Regions from separate parts of the Mus musculus genome. Here region 1 is linked to region 2. A link is a contact called in public promoter capture Hi-C data. All regions are on one chromosome and are shown on one strand. The core of a region is the stretch at or near the end of the contact, and the rest is flanking DNA. Distances in the headings are between cores, read along the strand shown.

Region 1 (3,592 bases), core at 103-2,602, 220 kb before region 2:
AAAGCTTCAAAGAGGAAAGCAGTTGACAGCAACACACATATACTAATGTCTTTCTTAAGTGAAAATATTTTTTGTTTATTTAACTACAAAACTAGTCTCAAAAGTGAAAGCAACTGCCCAACAAGCATAAAACAAATTCCACTACATTAAAAAGATTGCTCATTCAGAACTGCACAACTACATTCACACAGTATCACTTCTGTTTTTGTAAGACACCTTGCACCATCCTCATGTCATATTACCCATCCATTATCCATCCCCAACCAGACTCTTTAAATGTTGCCCTTAGCACTTTTCTTTAAGAATTAAGCAATTTCCCAGTCCAAAAAAAAAAAAAAAAAAAATCAAAGAATACTTAATACCCATTACTTCTAAGAGCTAAGTTTGTGTGAGCTGTGGCTAAACAATCAGATGGATCATCCAGGGGACAGCATAAAGGTGAGCTAATGATCAGCCTCAGTAGGTAGCTACGTTGAGTGTTCCGAGCTGTCATCCTGAGATACTCTCTCTCAACTCTGTACTCCCAACTCACTCCACTGTTCACAAAAGATCCCCACCCTTGAGCAAGCACACAGAAATCCACCTTGACTGTTCCTTGTGTACTTTCCAAGAAACCAAATAACGCCTTCTAGTCAGACAGCCTCCATCCACCCCTCATCTAAAATCCACTCCTCGGACACCTTCCGGTTTCTGTGTGTACCTTCTCACACTCCACATGCCCTGTCCCCATTGGTCCAGAGACCTTAACCTTCAAACCCCAAACCAGTTCTCCATCTCTCAGCTGATTTCTCCGCAACGCCATTGATACCTACTTCCCAGAGGCCGATCCCACTCTGGAGCAGGGGCCTCCTCACTGGACGCCCTCTCCAGAGCATCACCCCTTTCCCATCACTTTCTTCCTCTCAATCCCAGGCCGCCACCCTCCTCCGTTAACTCGGGCCCCCACCGTGGCCGCCTCTGCGCGGCCTCCCCCCGCAGACGGAACCCCTGCCTCCCCGGGTTGCAGGCCAGGGGCCTCTAAGCTCCCTCGCCGCGGCCCTGGCAGTCGGGAGGGCGGCGGCCCGGCCACGCCGCGCAGGGACAGTCCCAGCAGAGGAGGCGCCCCCGCCTCCAGGCGGCCGTGGCGGGGCGGGGGCGGGGCGGTTCGCAGGCCCCACCTCAACGCAGCCCGGCCTAGGACTCCCGCAAAACGGCGGCCAAGTGCGGAGGGGCCGCGGCCGAGCCTGCGACAGAGCCCGTGCCGCTCACCTCGACGCGGAAGCTCGGGCCTCGCTCTCCCTTCAGCGATGGCTACGCCGTGGTCGCGCTCTCCTCACTCGCTTTTCACCGCCCCCGACCGGCTGCTGAAGAGCGGACCGACAGCGGTGCGCCCATTGGCTGAGAGCGCTATGGCGTCACGGGTCCCGACCGCGCCTCGGGGTCTGACTGGTTGGCGTGGCGCCTCTTTTCCACGTCTGCTCCTGATTGGCTCTTGCTCACACTCTTCCCGGGAGAACCGCTCACCCTCCACTCTTCTTCAGCCGCCCACCCCAAACCCCCCAGGCAGGACGGCCAATGGGGGAGCGGAGAGAGGCCGGGAAGTGGGCGGCTGGGCGGTGTGGTCGGGGAAAGCGCAGCCAATGGGCGCGCGCCGCACATCCCCGCTCAGCAGCGCCGCCCCCGGCCGCCCGCTTCCCGGAGGGTCGCGCCCTGGGCCACGCCCGACTACCCTGGCGCGGGAGCCCAGCCCACGCAAAAGGTGCGGGACAAGTGGCAGACGTGAGAGCCCGCCCCGCAGCCATCGCGGCGTGCTTGAGTACTGCCAACGTGCACCCTGGCGCTCCCCAGATGGGGCCGGCTACCCTCGGTCTTAACTGAGTGTGAGGATCCTCCCTGATAACTGCCAGCTTGGTTCCTTCGGAATGTGGAGCCAGCACTGTATGGACCTTCTGAAGGGCCCATCGGGAGGACTGGAGCCCGCGTCCATCCTCCCCGAGAGACTGTCCACCTAGTCCTTCCTCCTTCAAGACAATCCCGTGCAAGATGTAGGGACAGTGAGAGAAGTTTCAGCGTTGGAAGGTGGGGCGTGTGCTGAGAGCTAGGGTGCACGGGAACTTGCTGAGTGTCGCGAGCTAGAAGGTAGATACGCGTAGTTAGTATAACAAGTTTTATTTAGTTATGCTTTGGGTCTTCACACAATATAAACACTCTGAATTCCTAACTACGGTCCTAAGCCTATCTCCCGAGGCTGCTTACCTATGCGATGTATCTTGGCTGAAGGTCAGGTCCAGTCTCAAACAGAAATTTCTGATTCCAGGGGCAGGATCCTAGAAAAGATTCTCCAGCCACAGGGCAGATCAAAGTGGCATCTCTCCAGATGTGCAGAGCAGAGCATTGCTCTTAGTCTCTGCTTATATACTGTTCACTGGGCATCGTGGAGTTAGTTCTAGGACTATCTCTTGTTATCTTTGAGTGAGTGGTGTACGGAGTTATGGTTATCAGGTGCAGCCTTGAGTGTAGTGGGGATCCTGACTACACTATTTTTACATGCCTAAAAAACATTTTTCTAAAAAACTATGCTCATTACAATGTATGAGCTGGGAACCTGTTTTTTCTTGATGTGGTGGTGATTACCCGGGTGTATGAAGAAGATTCGTGGGGCTGTGTGCTTCATGCACGGTGCAATCATTTTGGAAAAAACTATTGCATCCTGGTTATAATCAACACCAGGCTTTAGCTGTCATTCAAAAACTAAAAACCGAGGCTAGAGAGAAGACTCAGTGGCTAAAAGCAGGTACTGCTCTTTCAGAAAATGCGAGTTCAGTCCCCAGTAATCTACAGTTGGCAGTTCACAATCACCTGCTAGTAATGCCTCCCTTCTGGGCTCCATGGGCACCTGCACTCACATCCACATACCACCCACATACAGACACACGCATACACGTAATTTAAAATAATAGAAATAATACTTAAGAACTACAAACTACTACGGGTATAAGGGATTGCCCTTTTTGCAAACTCTGTGCTTTTTTTATTTGACAATCTCATATGTATGTTGGATGCATTCTAACAGATACACCTCCATTAATCATCTCACTCTAAAGCCTCCTGCTACTTCGATGTCTTTTTTTAATCCCCGAGTTTAATTACAGTTGCTTGCATGAATGTGTTTGAAGATGGGGAGTGGGGGGTATTTACCAGAACATAGGCAACGTACTATTGAAACTTAGTTGGGAACTCCAAGCCAGGTTGGGTCACTTGTCCTCAAGGCAACTAAAAGGCATTAATAATGGAGAGCAGAATAAGGAGATTTATTCAACATGGCCACATAGGGTGGAGGGACAGGGAGATCCAGTTAGCTGCACCCACACACACAACACACACAGTCTATCTTCAGTATCCTGACATAAGATTAAAGTTTAAGGGCCCAGGAGATCCACGTCTATGCAGTAACAGTCAATGTGTTATCTCACTCGCCATTGGCCCATCATTGTCTGGGCTTCAGTCTCATCTCATAACTTGGTCTGGTGCATTGCTAAAACTCTGTGAAATCTTTCTAGAAAGCTAGTTCCCTCTCTGGCTGGCCTCTTTTTTCCCCCAGCTTGAGAGTTCT
Region 2 (3,381 bases), core at 340-2,839:
CGGGAGGGGGGGGGAAAGTTAACCAGAAATCAGACAGAATCTAGTCAAAGTGGCTCTTCCTTGCACTAAGTTTGGCCATTGAAACCTCTCTTCTTTAGATAGTCCACAATGTTAACAAACCCAAGTGAGCATAAATAAGTCCATTTAGCCACAGCCAGCAGCTGTAATGGAGAAGAAATATGGCAGAGAGGTAAGAACAGAGAGGCTGGGCCCCAGGAACCCGTCTCTGTCCCCGCACAGTGGTGAGGCAGCGTCCGAGCGAGCGGCATGGTGGGTGAGGAGAAGACACACAGCCTCCCCTGCACTCACTCTTGGCATCAATGAGTCGCTCCCGGGGCGCAGTGTCCGAGGAAGATAGCTGTTCCTTAACTTTGGCAATATCTTTTGGATGCAGGTAGTCAAACAAGCTCTGGCCAATAAGGTCATTCTGTGGGGATGACAGATGAATGGACAGTCAGCACGGCTGAGATACACAAGATGCAGGAGTAGCCCCCGTCTGTACAGCCCTGGCCTCTACTCTGCCTTCTGAACCCTGGCCATCTCAAGCATTTATGGAATGCTGCACACACATCCAGACTTTTGCTGGGTAGACACCTGGAAGAAACATTGGTCCAACACCCCTAAATGCCCAGCAGACATTAAAAGAAAAAGCTACAGAGAACGGGCTATTTCCAACTCTGTCCAGAAGATATGCCTTTCACCAGCTCTATAAGACGCAAATTGGTGAGAGGGGCACCAGCACATTTGAAGGGTTTTGTTCTTTCCCTTTTCCTTGTGCCACATCTTAGCATTGGAGATGCTTCTGCTCAATTAGATGAATTAAATTCACTGGGTTTAGTTGGATTCCGAGGTAACAAGGGCCAGGTGGCAGCATTGAATCGCTGGAGACAAGGTGATTCTAGTTATTATAATGGACAGCGTAGACAAAAGAATGTTTATAATAACATACCCAGTAATGTTCAGCACAGGAGAGGTGAAATTTATAATGGCATGACTCGCTTGGACCTTTGGTACTGGCTAACCAATCATGGTGTTTCCAGGAATGAAATACTTCGTTCGTTTCTGAGGGGTACTGTTTGTTTTGACATAGAATTTCCCTGGACATTCTATTGACATAGAATTCCACCTTGCCTGTGTTACTCGGGTCATGACCTTCCTATCTCAGCCACCTGGGTACTAGGGTAAGTGTCCAACTATACAAGTCCTATCTTTGTGTGCCTTCACCACCTGTGTCTGCTAACAGAGATAACAGACTTCCCTTTATGAGTGCCCTCAGAAGAAAAATTAAAAAGCAAAACATCTTGGAAAAGCTAAATTTACATGGATTCTCATTTATAGAAATGGCATTTTGACTAAAAACTTCTGCCTACCAGGCTTCCATGCAATTACCAAGACGTAATTGGGTGAATGAATTAACACATATTCTGAGGACATAATAGGTGAAATGATTATTCTAGAAGCTTTCATATGTTCCTCTTATTTGATCCTACAAGCTATTCAAAACAGAAAAACAAAAACTGTACATGACAGTTAATGGTAACAGAATCTAGAATCCCCCGGGACATTGAGCATCTGGGCGTGCTGGGGCGTGGGGGTAATCTCCATTGTGAAGTGACGTGGGAAGACCCAACCACTGTGCCAGGCATAGTTCCAGGACTGAGATCCTGGCCTGCATAAACAGAAAAAGGGAGGTGGGCCTCTGGGGTAAGTTCCCAAGATTCCTATTCTTGGGTATTGAATTACCTGCCTACCTTTCTCTCCCTTTCAGACAGCTTCACTCCCCATCCTAGTCCACAGATGTGGGATCTTCATTTTGTAGCGAGAAGAAAACTTAAGCTGTTGCTTGGGTCAGAGTCAAACATTCCAGTTGGGGAAAATACGGGATGTGTTAAAATTCTTCCTAAGTTTAAATTCATTTCTGTGTTAAGAAGTTAAGAATTTTTGGAAGAAGGATTTCACATGTGACCCATATACTTTAATTCTTTTGAAAAACTACATGCTATTTCTGACTACCATGAGGCTGCCCACCACTAATGGGAGCTTGACATTACCTGGCTATAATTGAGGATCTTGAAGACAGACTCGGAGACAAAGAGGATCTTCCCTCGGTCACATCCTACGACAAACAAAAATCCATCTGCTGCCTAATCAGGAGAAATGGATAATCAATTTATCACAGGTCAGGACACATGATCTGAAAGCAAAGCAGGGAATTATTTTCTAAGACTCCAGTGTGTGGGGCCGTGCACTGACACCTTCCCTGGTGTCAGAAGAAGACGGTGCTTACAGCCAATACTATGTGAGACCAGCAAGATTCCCTCCCGGGTGACTGTGTGTGCCTGGTCATCTAGTGATCAGAGGGAAATTGCCAAGTCAAGAAAGCTCTGTTTCAGAATGAAAGCTTAAGTTTAATCTGGTTCTATGCCAGGCCAGACAAACTACACACCACTGCTCTAATTCCAGGCCCTCTGTGCTGGTTAACTTCAGCTCTCAACCTGACACAGCCTAGAACCACCCAGGAAAAGAGTCTTACAGAGGAATTACCTAGATCAGATTGACCTGTAGGCATTTCTGTGGTGGACTATCTTGATATTTAATTGATGCAGTAGGACTCAGTCCACTGTGAGCAGCACCATTCCCTAGGTGTGTGTGTGGCGGGGGGGGGGGGGCGGGGGCGTATCCTTTGATAGTGTAAGAGTGGAGAAAAGCTGAGAGTGAACAAACAGGCAAGGGCTCATGTGTTTATTCTCATTGTTCCTGACTACCACTTGCAAGGATCCACTCTCTCATTGCTCTTGACCACAGATGTGGTGCTTTACGGGCCTGCCTTGACTTCCCTGTAATAATGGACTGGGGAGTTGCAAGTGTGAGCCATATAAGCCCTTTCTCACACTATGTTGCTGTTTGCCAGGGTATTTTAACACAGGGACAGAAATGAAACTTGAACCACCACCATGGAGAACATAGAATCTAAGCCTGCAAGGACCATTTAAGATTCCATCATTATCTCTGCTGCCACCTATCCTGAATGAGAACACCCTCGTTTATAGGGAGCACTTCAGACCTTCACGCTTCAACATCTCAAGTTGGGTCATTTTGGCTTTTTCACTTTTGCTGATGGCCTGGTCACTTGTGGGTGGATCACTTGTGTTCCTTAAGCAGCCCCCACCCCCACCCTGCCTGACACACAAACACGGTTTAAATGCATGCAGGTTCAGGAAAGACTGCCCTAAACCATTTAGCTCTTCATCCAAGCTAAGCTATCTGTGTTGTAAGGCAAACAAAGCAACAGTGGTGATGAGATGCTTGCATGGCAGGCATGAGGCCCTGGGTTCAAGTCCCACTTCCGCAAAACAAAACAAAACTGCCTCATGAAATTCT

Evidence for each region. Promoter capture Hi-C pulls out the DNA fragments that hold promoters and counts their contacts.
Region 1: a contact with region 2 is called in a promoter capture Hi-C map of pre-B cells, with 2.2 times the contacts expected there. The contact joins the promoter of Far1 here to the enhancer-like site in region 2. A contact is called at or near these places in 2 of 39 promoter capture datasets (the HPC-7 cell line and pre-B cells) and 1 of 9 other capture datasets (liver).

What each region holds. Positions count from the first base shown.
Region 1 is chr7:113,511,594-113,515,185 of GRCm38.p6, reverse strand. It overlaps Far1 (fatty acyl CoA reductase 1), which reads right to left and starts at 1,352. Exons shown (of 13, transcript NM_027379.4): 1 at 1,249-1,352.
Region 2 is chr7:113,290,224-113,293,604 of GRCm38.p6, reverse strand. It overlaps Arntl (aryl hydrocarbon receptor nuclear translocator-like), which reads right to left. Exons shown (of 20, transcript NM_007489.4): 10 at 2,052-2,144; 11 at 310-427. Among named protein-coding and RNA genes, the nearest start is that of Gm33721, 30 kb to the right of the region's middle. Within about 2 kb of position 1,589, at least 8 of the 459 cell types and tissues checked have an H3K27ac peak or open chromatin away from gene starts, as enhancers often do. A contact at or near this core is called in pre-B cells, where this site is marked.